2 separate regions of the Danio rerio genome follow, and region 2 is linked to region 1. The links are chromatin contacts, called in public HiChIP or PLAC-seq maps. All regions are on one chromosome and are shown on one strand. Each heading gives the region's core, a stretch centred on a gene start, on an enhancer-like site or on the middle of the called end of the contact. The rest is flanking DNA. Distances are from core to core; before and after follow the strand shown. Region 1 holds the start of otub1a (OTU deubiquitinase, ubiquitin aldehyde binding 1a). Region 2 holds the start of ppp3ca (protein phosphatase 3, catalytic subunit, alpha isozyme).

Region 1 (7,444 bases), core at 1,490-3,989:
TTTGCAAAAGCTGCGAATGTCTTGCACATCATGTGAGGAAAGTATGGTGATGTGAAAATGTACTCCAAAGGTGCGCTCTCCCTCATGAGTTACACCAACCAACCAAATATGCCCCCAAAAAACAAGGAAATAACACTCAATGGTAAATCTTTGTAGCGCAAGACAAACAGAACATTAAACTGCTTTCATTTGATTCAACGGGATTGACCACAACAACATATGCTTCAGAATCTGCAGCATCTGCTTCGAATGCTATTATAAAAAAATGTTGCACGCTTTATTCTGTGTAAGAAGCCACATCATTTCACAGAATGACTTATTTCAGAACTTGACTAAAGCTATTAAATAGGTTTGCTAAAAGTGGTAAAAGTTTTGGTATATTTATTGACTATTAATCACCAAGTAACACAGTATTAGTTAAACATCTTGTCGAATGTTTTTTTGACAATAGTATTAGATTGTCTGAAGGAGGTTAAATAAAATATATATATATATATATATATATATATATATATATATATATATATATATATATATATATATATATTAAAGTTTTGGGGATTAAAAAGCCTTAGCTACAGAATAAATGTTTAATAAATAAATTACAGCTCAATTCTGTAAACTTGACTAGTGCATATGTTGTAATAATCTTATATGACTTCTATACTGGAAATTACAGTGAAAAAACAATGTGTACCAGCCTAACACCCACATTTATTGTGTGTTTCTACAGGAGACAACAGCCGCTCTGGCCATATTCACTCTGGCCATCCTGGGACCAGCCGGATGGGTTCTGTCCAACCTGGAGAACTACAAGAAGAGGGACTCGGTCGAGTCTGAGTGATCCATCTGTCATGGACTGAAAGCAGTTTGTCCGGTTTTATCGCTTTTAACATGTCGGGACCACCATCGCACAGATTTACCTGCACAACTTCTCTTCTTTGAGGCACCCAGCTACCTCTCCATTCCTCCAGACACTCCGGTCTTCTTTACGCTGAGCTGTTTGCTCCTTGTTGTCAACTGTTTAATAACATAGAATAATGGGTGTGTCAATTCTCTCAACCTGAAGCTGTTACATCTGAAATAAACCATTATTTAAATCTTACATTATCTTTGGCTCTCATTTTGCTTTTACTATTGACAGTAGTGGAACTAAACACAATATAATGCACTTTTTCTAACTAAGAAAATCCTGTTTGAAAGCTATTTATTTAAGGTATATTTGCAAGGCTTGTGCAACAAATATAAGTTAAATGTTAGAAACAGTCAACAAAACTTTTGGACCTTTTATCAGAAGTGCTCACAAAAGCATTTTTACATTTAATGAAATAATATTAATAATTGTGTGATTGTTTTGATTTCTTGTTTGGTCTGGTACCGGGTCTGTGATGTCATTTACTTCTGCATTCTTTAAATTTTAAAGGTCCATACTGGCCCAATACCCTGGTTCTATTCTCTTATCAGTTGGAAAAGAATAACTTTTACAAAGATTATGATCGAGACATATTTCTTTTTTTCCTATGATTACTGACACGTGCAGGAACCACCTAAATTAATTACAGAAACTTAGACCACACAGAACCTAAAAGGTACTCTTTCAAATTTGAGTTTACAAAAAAATAAATAAAAGCGCCTCTTTTTTGATGTGGTTTATTATAACACAGACAAAATATACAATTATTCTATTCACTTACAACAGTGTTTTATAAAAATTGAAGGGGCTTTCTTTAAAATGATACCAAACTTTTGTATTTACACCTCTGCATGTGAATTTGGGTAGCTTTCAAATTTGGACAGGCGGAAAGCCCAAAACAGCACTTGACTTTAAGAAGTTAACACAAATAAGATGCGTTTGGGCATTTTATATTCACTTTTGGGCAACACAGTGCACAATACCATCGTTTGATGTCAGAAGAGTTCAGTAATCAGTGTTTGGTAGACACTAGGCATGGGCCGGTAAAAGATTCTGACGGTATGATAACCTTGAACCTATCACTATTTTACTTGATTGTGATTACTGCTTTAAAACATTCTTTTAAAATGTGTAGTTAAAAACAAAAACCTTTTCCCCCTTTTACCACAATATATTTTATTTCGAGAAACATTTCAATTATTTTGGAGCAATGAACATGTCAGGCTGAATCATTTAAATCAATCATTTAAGTCAGCTGTCTTCAATAGTTTCAAATCACATTTTATTACCATTTAAAAGGGCTTCTTTTGATTTTTTTTTCTCCTGAAGATACTGTTGTCCTAAAAAAAGTAAATAAAAATCTTACACATACCTTCAGAACGGTTTGCAGAAAGTTTGGGCAGTTTTAAAACCCTTTTCCAAAGCGTGGTAACAGTTATGTTGAAAACAGTTATCGTCCCATGCCTAGTAGACACCAAATCACAATTAATGTACATTTATTTTGTTATTCTAACCAATTCTTTTTTAAAAGCTCCACATATATGAACATTGTGTAAACTGAATGTTAAAAAACAATATTAAATAATATTCAGAATTTAGTTGTTTGTATATATTAAGCCTTATTTTAAAGACGCTTAGAAAATGAGTTTTTCTCTAGGGCCTTATATGTTTACTTGGTGGTCATTCTAAATTATTTGTAACAATGTCGAGAAATGTACTTACATGTAGCTTTTACAAGAAAAAAACAATGTTCGAAACGTGCGTTCAGGTAAAGTTTGTTGACCGGAAGTCGATTCATCTCAAGCGGTGCCTGTCAATCAGGTGACCGGAAATGACTGTTCAGCTGGAACATGGCGGAAGAGCAACAGCAGGAGATCTCTCAAAAGGAGGCTGATGGTGAGAATATTAAATAAGGTTTAATTGCGTTTTGGCCAGAATTGATTTTGATTCGTGTCGACTTGCACATCCTGGTGTTATTTTGAGTTGGCGGAGGCGCATAAGTTAAGAGACGAGCAGTTAGCGCATTGCTATCCTGCTAATAACAATAGCAGAGGGTTCATTGTTTATGTTTCAAAGCAGTTGTTTTTGCTTAGTCAGTATAACTGTTTAACAAACAAATGTGTTTTTCTTGTGACACATAAACATACAAATCAATTGCACATGGAAACAAAAGCAGAAACATAATTACGCTCGTATTAACAGCGATAAAATTAAATATTTATTTGTTTGCCTGTTTTGTCAATGCATCGATATATTCGTCAATATCATCGGCTTAATGTTTTTTTTTTCTCTTAACAGGGCTGAATTGTCTCGCATATGATGAAGCCATTATTGCACAGCAAGATAAAATTCAACAAGAGGTAAATGTGGTGTTCAATTCTGTTATGAAATTTGACATGTTCTTAGGGTAACGTTAATATTGATGGTTTTGTTTTGGTACAGTGGAATTTGTGTAAGTTCGAAAAAATATATTTTATTAAAACCTTCAGAATAAAACAGGATTTATGTACTTCAGGAAGGCAACATGCCCGGGCAACATTTGTTATTTCCATTTAGTTTGACTTGAAGTAAGACTAAAATAAAAATGTGTAAAAATGATATCGAGACACTTTAACATGATAAAAATTAAAATATTTATAATACATAGAATAGTATTTTAGTTATTCCAAAATGGATAAAAATAAACGTATTTTAAGACTATGACTTGAAGTAAAAGTGGAACAAAAAACTGTTAAAAAAAAAAAAAAAGATATTTAACACATGATAAAATAAAAAATATTGTAATAGTATTTTAGTTATACCTAAAACAATAAAACTAAACATATTTTAAGACTATCACTTAAAGTAAAACTGAAATAAAGATGTTTAAAAATTATATTGAGACATTTAATGCATGATAAAAATATTATTAATACATATAATCGTATTTTAGTTATGCCAAAATAAATAAAAGTAAATTAGACTATCGCTTGAAGTAAAGCTGAAATAAAAATGTATAAAAAAATCAAAACATTTTAACACATGAAAACGAAAATATCATTAATATGTATATTATTTTAGTTATACCTAAATAAATGAAACTAAATATATTTTAAGACTATGACGTGAAGTAAAACTGAAATAAAGACGTGTAAATATGATATTGAGACATTTTAACATGATAAAAATGAAAATATTATTAATACATATATTATTTTAGTTTCACCTTAATAAATAAAAAGACTTGAAGTAAAACTGAAATAAAGATGTGTAAATAAGATATTGAGACATTTTAACACATGATAAAAATGATAATATTATTAATTTATACAATAGTATTTTAGTTATACCCAAATGAATAAAACTTAATATATTTTATGACTATGACTTGAACTAAAACTGAAATAAAGATGTGTAAAAATGATACAGGCATTTTAACACATGATAAAAATGAAAATATTAATAATACATATAATAGTATTTTAGTTATACCTAAATAAACAAAACTAAACATATTTTAAGACTATGACTTGAAGTAAAACTAAAACTGAAAATGTGTAAAAATGATACAGACATTTTAACATGATAAAAATCTAAATAATAAAAAGAAAGGAATCTAAAGTTGTTGAAACCCTGCTTATTTCTTTCATTTCAGCCCATTTACACTCACTTGTTGTACATATTTTGCTTACTCATTTAAAAAGTGTTTCAAACTGTAACCCATCGTGAATATCATTGCAGATAGCAACCAGCATTTCTCTGGTGTCAGAAAGACAGGAGTTATCTGTGCTTAAGCGAGAATATGCTGACGAAGACACCATTTACCAGCAGAAGATAAGAGTAAGTCTAGCTTCCATTCAGAGTCAATGCTTATAGGTTGTTATGCGTAAACTATCATCTTTGTCTTATCCCCTTATCTTATACACTAAAGCTAAAAGAGTAGTGTTTAATGCACAAATACATTTAATCTCTGTTATCTGTTATAAATGTTGCTGTCAACAGGATTTGCAGAAGAAGTACTCTTCTGTACGCAAAACGCGACCAGATGGAAACTGTTTCTATAGAGCCTTTGGTTTCTCACATCTGGAGTCTTTACTTGAAGACAGTAAAGAATTACACCGGTAAACTTCTGATAGTCTACATTCAGATCCAATGAATTAACATCAGCTGTTTATGTGTCTAAATGAATGAATGAATATGAATGGATATTGCTTCATAAAGCTGGATGCTTAAGGGTTCAGCTAAAAAAAAACAGCATTTTCAATAAATGCTAAACCTCAAGTGGTTAAAAACATTTGTGAGTTAAAGAAAATATATATTTAAGAATATTGTAAACTAGTAGTCAGTTAGATCCCTAGTTGAAAGTCGAAGGATACCGTTTTCTATCAAAATATCTTCTGTTTACAGAAGAAAATTAAGTTTAGAATAATTAGAGCATGATTAAATGATGACAGAATTAAAATTTGTGTATAATAATATCCTTTAGTTCAATCCGAAATGAAAATTCAGCCATCATTTAATCACCAAATTATGGTGCACAAGAATGCACAAGACTTTTGCTTTACTTCAGAACTCAATTCTGAATTTATGTTCCTCTGCTGACAACTTGTTTACCTAAAACCTGCTTAAAAATATATATTTTTTTAATTTTGAAAAGTGTTTAAATTTAGTATCTTGCATGAATAGAATTTAAGTCGAGGAACATAAATCTTTCCTGATTTTATTACAACTCGCTTCTAATTATATTCTGAACATAAACAAAAGTCTTTCACGCTCTCTGGATTGTCATTAATGTGAGGAAACGCTGACAGAATTTTAATTTTGCAATGAAGTGGTCCTTTAAGATGGTAAATGCTTTATAATTGGCAGCCATTGTCACATCATTTTTCATTGGCTATGTTTACTTGTGCCCGCATAATGAATACGTTGTCGGATTTAAAGTTTAATTGGAATAAAACATTCATGTAAAACACATTAATCTATCCAAATAAGCTCAGTCTGAATGAAATTTCAATTGAATTTGATACTTTTTTAAAGTCTGATCCAGCAGCAAAGACCATGTAAAAGCTCGAATCTGACTGTCTTTCTCAGTCATATTCAAATGTCTATGCACTGTGCATGTGTCCCAATGTTGACATGAATTAACCTTTGCATGTTTTGATAGATTCATGATAAAGTGAGTAAAACTGCTTGCTGTATATTTTTTATGAGGTAGCTTTATTTTTTTTTTAAAATGCACTGTATCCTCAATAGAAATTAATAATTAAATAAAATAAACAGTAGAAGTAAAATATTAGAAATTAGTATGAAGTGATGAATTTCTGGAAAAAATAAGACTTGCTAATGCCAAAAAGAGGAGGAAAAATAAATATATATCAAAGAATGCAAAATAAGTTTATATTTACTAAATATATTTGAGCGTATTGTGTAAATTGTTGTGTATATAAATATATGCATGACTATATTATATAAAGTGCTTGTTATATTAGTGCTGTCCAACGATTAATCTCAAAAGATAAATGTTTGTATTTACATAATATATTTGTGTGTACTGTGTATATTTATTTATAAATGTTTAAATGCACAAATACTGTAAAAAAAAACTAGATAAATATATGTAGATAAATATTTACATATAATTTGCATTTTATATTTATATAGTGATTTTGAAATATAATGTCAGTGATGAAATTAAATGAAAACTGATATTTTTATTTTGAGACACTATAGCTTGCTTTAAAAATAAAAAAAAAAATGATCTAAATTTTTATCTGCATTGAACCTAATAATTTGTTAACACAAACAGTTTAATGGGAATGTATATAAAACATGCATAAACGGACAATTGAATCAGATTACAATGTTTAGATTACATGTAAGCAGATCTACGATCAGATTCAATTCATTGGGATTGACGGTAATGGGTGCATGTAAACATAGCCATTGTGGTCAGACAAGCTGCTTGTTATGTCAAGCCTGTTAAGATCATTTACGTGAAATTATGAATGCTCTCAGGTAGCTCCTGTAAACTAGCACAGAATCTGTTGGTTTTTGTTCATTTGGCAGGTTCAAGGCAATCGCTGCCAAGAGTAAACTGGATCTGGTCAGCCAGGGTTTCACAGAGTTCACCATTGAAGACTTTCACAACACGGTACGTCTTTGGAGGAATATGAACTAAACATTCTGTGTTATTCTAGAAGATCCATGTTGTTAATTAAAATTTAGTTCATTCTATAATAAAAAGGTTGTCCTTTTCTCATCCTCGTTTCATTTTTCACTTTGCTGAGAGATTTGTCCCTCAAGCGGCAATCTATTCACCTAAAAATCTGATGCTTTGAAGCACTGTAAAATGATTCAAAATATATCCATATGAACTGAGCAATCCAAGTCTTCTGTAGAGATTCTGTAGAATAGTTTTATATGAGAGCAGATTCGATTTAGCATGCTTGCCTGGCACATGGAAACCAATAACATTCAGTCAGGTTTGCCTGAACTTCTGTTTGTTCACTGATACAGTTTAAATGTGAATAAAGCCTAAATTATATATGTTCA
Region 2 (7,444 bases), core at 1,940-4,439, 470 kb after region 1:
GTGTTCCTTTTAACCAGCAGTTTGTAGATTAATTATTTTTCAAGTTTATGGCAGAAAAAATATATAATTTACTACGGAAGTCACTGATAATTTTGTGACAGGATTCATAGCCATATCCCCTGCAGACCAAGACCTATTACTCCCTGAAGCCAAGCAGAGCTAAACCTGTTTAGTACCTGGATGGGAGAACACACAAGAAAACTAGGTTGTCAACCTGCTGTCTGTGTGAGTCCTAATACCCCAGTATAGCAACAGGGACTCTATATGATGAGGCTATGGCAGGGCAATCTTTTGGATGAGGCATTAAACTGAGGTTCTGACTCTCACTGAAAATCCTATGTCAGTTCTTGTAAAGGGTAGGAGTGTAAATCTGGTTTCTTGGTGCCAGATTTCTCCCCTTAGCTCTTACCCATCATATTCTCATAACCCTCACCATTCACTGAATTTCCTCTACCACTGTTACGGTCACCCATTATATGCAGCTGGTGTGTGGTTCATGCACTGGCACCATTGTCCTGTGGTTCCTGTTGCATCATCCAGGTGCCGACGCATAACCTTGCACTGCCCCTCATGACTATAAAGCTCTTTGGGTGTATGGACATTCACAATATATGTGATATAAATGCACATTACATTACACTTCACATTAATTAATTTCTGCAAACAGAGTCAGAAAGACTTTTCTCTCTTTATGATGTAAAGGCTGTAATGTGCTATAAAATGCACATATGATCACATACTTTGTTTTCTCAAATCTATAGATTTGCTGTTCCCAAATTCAGAAATTGCACAAATAACATTTCCTGGTGTTCACATATGTAAGTGCTTGCAAATGAATGCAAAGCAATGTACATTTTATATAAACAAATATAATAAAAACATTTAATAAATAAATCTAGCTTTATAATATAAATTTATTTAAAATACTCTGTTCACTTTAACCCAATTTTCACTTTTTGCACTTTGGGAATTGAAGATACAGCAAGGATCCATTATTCCGAAATATAATATAATATAATATAAATGTTTATCCTCACTGTATTCACAGCTGTTTTAACATATCAGAGAAGAAAGCGTCTGATTAGCAGTGTGGATCTATGTTCCACTAGCTCTCCAATTCAACTCCTCTCTTTGACTGCTACATTAAAAAACACATTTGCTACAATCATTTCTGAAAAATATTGTCCCTTTGTCTTAGTTCATGTGTCACCATTTTTCATGACTTGATATAAATGATTTGTGCAGAAATGACGGTTACAGTATTTTTTGTATTAGCATATTATTTTTGAAAGATATAATTATTTTTTACAATTTCACAACATTATTTGTACAAAAAATCACTTAGTCATATTGTCTTCTGTAATGTTATATTTGCATTTTTTGCAAATATAAAATGTTTTAATGAAATTGAAAAAAACTGTCACTGTAATTTAGAATATATATATATATATATATATATATATATATATATATATATATATATATATATATATATATATATATATATATGTATATTAAAGATTTAATACTGAAATGCCATATTTACAATACGATAAGTTCTGAATACTCATTCTGTAATTTGCCTTATGTTGTCATTTCTTTATTTATTTTTTGTAAATTATCAGATTTTTTCAAATAAATAATAAAAGGCAGTTGGTATAGAAATTACTTCTACAACTATTTTTATTTAAAGCAGCAACTTTTATAGATAATACAGCATGTTTTAGAATAATTTCTTCATTATGTATATTTTTTCACTTTGCATTCTGTAATGTTGTCTTTGGTAAATTAACCTTTTTATTAATTTCATTTACTAATCAGGGGTGACCAGGTGGCTCAGTGGTTAGCACTGTCGCCTCAAAGCAAGATGGTCTCTGGTTCAAGTCCCGGCTGGGTCAGTTGGCATTTCTGTGTGGAGTTTGCGTGTGTGCATGTTTCCTCTGGGCGTCAAAGACATGCACTATAGGTGAATTGGGTGAACACAATTAGTGATGCAGGAGTGTGTGTATTTCCCAGAACTGGGTTGCAGCTGGAAGGACATCTGCTGCGTAAAACATATGCTTGAACAGTTGGCAGTTCATTCCGCTGTGGCAACCCCAGACAAGCAGGGACTAAGCTGAAGGAAATTTAATGAATGATTGAATAATCTGCACAAACGGCGTAGAAATGACTGCCACTGTAATGTTTCTATTATTTACTTCATATGGGCTCACTGAATATTACTTCAGTCCTAATTTTTCTGTCAGTTTACGTTCCCTTTTTTGGCAAATTATCAGCTTTTTAAATTACCTACAATAAACGATGCTAGAGTCATCTGTCCTGGTAATTTTTGTCCCACTAACTTTTATTTACAGATAAACTGAAATCCCATAAACTGTTTTTAAAAAATATAATTTTGCCTTATGTTATATAATTTTTTTGTAAGTTTTGTAATAAGTAAACAATAAAACATTGAGTGTATAATTGAAGCTATTTTATACAGTATCTTTTTATCAACAAAATATGCACTGCAAGGCTAATACAAAAAAAATTTCAAAGTTTTTTTTATCATTCTGTCATGTCACATTTAATGTAATATTTTTGGCATATTTTACATTAGAGATTGTTGTCAAAGTAATATTGTACTTTAAACTTTTATTTAAATGCATAATAAAACGACACATTTACTCCAACAGCCATTATAAACCAAATGTAAAAAAGCAGTCAGTAAATTTGCTTAATGCCTTTTAAATGACAGTTTTGTCTAATTCCAAGTTTTGTAGCTTACTGAAGCACCATTAACCATAATTGTGGTCATTATCCACAATTTCCGTTTAAATGAGCACAGCAACTCTGCTTATTTGTCTATAAATAAATAAAAAAATCTCTCAAATAACAGTTTTGGGCCGATGCCACACGCGGGACACCGCCACGTACACTCGCCCAGACCTGAGTGGCATTTCAAATCGATCATCCATCGTCTGCGTCCTCGGGAAAGCCCTTCATCTCCACCTGATGGCAGCATCACGCAGCCTCTTCTCGCGGGTGCGTGGGAGTTCCCTGCTTCGCCATGTCGGGGTGGTGCAACGCGCTGAAAGGATCTCCCGATCTCTCTCTCTCTCTCTCTCTCTCTCTCTCTCTTTCTCCCTCCACCGCCTCCACCCCATCAGCAGCACCATCCTCCCACTCACGACAGTCTCAGTCTCAGCAGCAGAAGAAGCATCGTCCTCCTCCAACCTCTCCAGGCAACAGCAGCAGCAGCATCAGCACCATCATCATCATCCGGCGGTGAGACACGGAGGAGACGCATCCGAGTGATGCCACTGCACCAACCGCATCTCGTCACCGCGAACACACGCCGAGAATAAAGCGCTTCTTCTGCGAGGAGGGAGAAACACATTCGCCTGGAGACATTCACTGCCCATGAAGATGTCTAACGCCGACATGGTCTTGAACTCCACCGATCGGGTAGTGAAATGTAAGTGAATGGCGCATATTTCCCTACCTATTTGCTTCTTACCTGGGTTTTTTCTTTTGCGATGTCGCGCCGTACTTATATAGGGCTACTAATGCTAATTAAGACGCATCGGGCGCGTTTGTTAATGTGATCGGTTTACGTTCTGGATTGAAGTGTTTATGATTTTGTCTTTGCTTTGGATTGGTGTTAATCGAGTCACAGGCAGGTAGGTCGGGGGAGACGCGTTAAATAAGGCAGATCCAGTGGAGGCGGTGATGCAGCAGGATTTTAGGTGGCATCACGCAGCCCTTCCTGTATTTTCTTCATAGACAATGGAAGCAATAGGGGTTTTCGGCGCGTATCTGAGCTGTTTGCTTTCTCCAGGGAAGCCTCTGAGTCTGAAGGTAAATCATTCGAGCTGGGAACTGTCACGCCCCCGTTGCGTCTGATTGATTTTCTCGCATTTGCTGGTCACGTAGCGCACATTAATATTCGCGAGTGTTCATGAAAGCGGAGATCATTGAGACAGAATATTAGCGTCATGGTGCTGTATAGAAACTATACGTCATTTTAATTAAAGGTACGTTCGGTCATTTTTTTGCTTTAGCAGTATTAATGTCTAAACGTAAACTATGCACGTAAGTAGTCTTACTACAGAAAATACAATTTTATTCAACCCAGAGGGTGGCCACCATGTTTGGATCACGTGATCGTTTTTGTTATTAGTTTGAAAGTAAAAGTAATCTCAAAACATGACTTGCACCATAATTTAATAATAAAAAGAAGACGGACAAAACTACTCATTTAAGCCCAAACTGCTGGTCAGTGAAGCCAACATTTTTTTTTAATCATTTTTATTTGTTTATTAATACAATTGGTCACACAACCTTTCAAAATACTTTATCTGACTCACACACATACACAGGCATTTTAATGTGTATGCATTTCAACAATTTGTATTATTTCTCCCAGGCTACAGAGGTTCATGCATAATCTCTCGATATATTATATCCCATACAAATGTCTTTATTCTTGATGATAAATTTGTACGAATGTACTTTGTATTCTCTTTGCACAATCCCTTATCTTGGTAGGCATCCACAGCTGTTGCTGTAGTTTGCACATATTTTATTGTGTTCTTTTTAGGAAGTTTTTTGGTGATTATGAATCGACGACACCAATTACAGCTGCCACCTTGTAAAAAAACTAATCACTACATAAAAAGGAAAACAATATATAAAGTGCACTGTAAATTTACAATGTGCTGATCACTAAAAATTGTGAACCCTACTATGGCTTTATAGGTTTTTGGAGTCCATGCGTCCAGGCCAATAGGTGTCAGCAAAAAGTCTAAAAGCAATGTTTAGACAATGCTTTGTTAACATCATGCGTTTCGCATTTGCAATTTTATGAAATCTCATTTTTCCTGTCATGTCTTATATGTTTGTCTGTTGGCTCCAATGACTCAAATATTAATAAGACAACAAGACATTTTGAAATAGGGTGTTCCTCAGTAGTTACTCTCAAAATACATCATCAGAAAATAACCACATGATCGGTGGCCAAAAGAGAAACGGTTAAAAAGAGCTAAAAATATTAACTTTGATTTTTATTTTATTTTGTTATTTTGCATATTTTTTTGGTTATTATTTATTTTGCATATAATAACAGTAAGGAGACATGATTTTAGTTTATATTCATATTTAGACAACACAATACTACGGTGGCTGAGAGAGCTTAACATGATGCAATTTCTGAAAACACGTGCAGTTACAAAAAATGCCAGCAAACTGAAAAAAGATCTTCCTCAGTTTGACAGCACATGTGCTGCAAATCCTTACATCGTCACATTTGTAAAAAACTTGCCTTTTCTCATAACACAAAAAAATTAATAAAATCGTTGCATTTTCTCATAATACAACAACAATTGACAAAAATGCTGCATTTTCTTACAACACTTGCAAAAAGATATACGGAAAAAGACATAATGGAAATGTTTCAAGGGGACTCAAAAATGTGACGGACGCTGCTACTTAGGTTATGGGCTGTGTCCGAAACTGTCGACTACTCAGTAGGTACTGCATTTTAATTTAAACGTACTGCTCGGTCGTTAGAAAAGTACATTCTATAAACTATGAATGGGAAAAGTATGGATTTCGGACGTACTACATTCGCCATTTAGTCATGGTCACGTGACCTACCTGCGTCAGTTGCGTCACTTTACTTCCATTCATGAATTCTCTCGTGGGGCAATATAGGATAGCGCAGCATGCATGGGATGCGCACTCCAAAATCTCGCCAGAAGTAGTAAGTCATCCAGGTACTTCTCGCATACTGATTTTCGAATTCTATGAATTCTTACATACTACTCGGCTCGCATACTGATTTTAGCGTACTATACAGCATGGAAGTATGCGGTTTCGGACGCAGCCATGGTTATTTAAGCTAATAAAATACAAAATACATAAAATAAACAAAAAACTCACCTTTCAAAGATTACCAACAACTTCACTGAGCAATAGTCACGGCACACTGGCGTCCGTCACATTTCAAGTTGTGTTCTGTTCTTTTTGCAAGTGTTGTGAGAAAATGCAGCGTGTTTTTGTAAATTGTTAGCATTGTGAGCAAAGTGCAGCTTGTTATATTAATGCTTGTGTTGTGTGAAAATGCAGCACGTTTTTTTTTTGTGTATGCATAGTGAGGATTTGCGGCACATGTGCTGTTAAACTGATAAAAAAAAAATTCTCAATTTGCTGGTGTTTTTTTGTAACTGCACATGTTTTTTTTAAGTTCCAACACATTAAGCTCTCTTCGCCACCGCCAAATAAAGACTTAAATTAAGAAAGGAATATTTGGTGTAATAACCGTGATGAGATCTTAGAGCTAATTTAGTGCAAATGAAATTTGAAGTTTGGAGGAAATGATATCAGATCTTTATAGAATAATACAATTTTTTAAAAAAAAATCTGCACCTCACCTATTAAGAACAGAAAATCCATAGAAAATTGTCTCTTCATTTTTTTACTAACACAGGCTCCTTGGAAAAATGTGTCCAGGAATACATTTTAAAAGAATGTACCCTGTACTACATCCTCTTGCCGTTTTTATTTTCACAAATCCTATATTCTTGTAAATAAGTGTGCTATTGCAAACTCTGGAGATATTCCTCTCAAAACAGTAATAACCCAATGCTGATCTGCTTCTAGTGTTTTTTTAAACGCAAGCTAACACTTCAGCTTAGCTGAAATTAATTTGAATTGCAAAAAAATATTGGCTTGTGAAGTTTTGAAACAATTTCCAGGATATCTTCATTTGCATGCTAATGTGGCCACATTTGAATGCTTTCTACTGCGTTGTTTTAAAAAAAATTTGGCTTCTGAAATGCTTCATGTGTCAAAGACAAACAAAAATGATAATTCTGTCACCAATAACTGTGCAAATTTTATTTAAAGAAAGAAACGTCAAGCAGATTTTTGTGCATAATTGCACATATCAACCTGAAGATCACCCCACGTGTTCTGCAGTCTTGATTTGTTGACATGGACAGTTTTTTGGCAGAACATTTGATTTGCATCTCCTTTGAATGTGGAATCTTATGACAAGGGCCATTATAACTCAGGCTTTGATATAAGTCATCTGACCTCTGGAAAAGTTAAGGTTGCATTAGTCATGTAATGAGTCATAGTAGTGGCCCGTCTCCCCCGCACATAGAGCTAGTTCAGATCTGCCAGTATTAGCCATAATGCCATTCGTCTCCTCTCGCCCTTATGTATAATTGAAGGCTTTTATCATCAACAAAATGCATCAATAAATAAGCACATCTAAATCCCAGTGATGAGGCCGGCTAAGTGTTCGTATTTAGCAGTGTGTGCAGCTCCAAATACAAGAGACAAACAAAGAATTGGAGTCTGTAAGTTACTGATGACATCTCTTCTAAAATTAATATAAAAATCTGATCTTTTTTTAAGTGCATGCCACTGGTTTATACTATATCTAGTTTCTCTAGAT

Evidence for each region. HiChIP or PLAC-seq counts read pairs in DNA pulled down with a chosen protein or histone mark.
Region 2: a contact with region 1 is called in an H3K4me3 HiChIP or PLAC-seq map of embryo, with 4 times the contacts expected there. The contact joins the promoter of ppp3ca here to the promoter of otub1a in region 1. A contact is called at or near these places in 1 of 18 Hi-C or Micro-C datasets (an unstated tissue) and 1 of 4 datasets of contacts at active chromatin or transcription factors (embryo).

The regions. Positions count from the first base shown.
Region 1 is chr21:31,571,625-31,579,068 of GRCz12tu, forward strand. otub1a (OTU deubiquitinase, ubiquitin aldehyde binding 1a) reads left to right here and starts at 2,740. Exons shown (of 7, transcript NM_001002411.2): 1 at 2,740-2,809; 2 at 3,212-3,273; 3 at 4,634-4,732; 4 at 4,895-5,013; 5 at 6,959-7,043. The coding sequence starts at 2,764. cox8a (cytochrome c oxidase subunit 8A) reads left to right here. Exons shown (of 2, transcript NM_001303053.1): 2 at 734-1,105. The coding sequence ends at 844.
Region 2 is chr21:32,037,628-32,045,071 of GRCz12tu, forward strand. ppp3ca (protein phosphatase 3, catalytic subunit, alpha isozyme) reads left to right here and starts at 3,190. Exons shown (of 15, transcript NM_001198550.1): 1 at 3,190-3,457. The coding sequence starts at 3,403.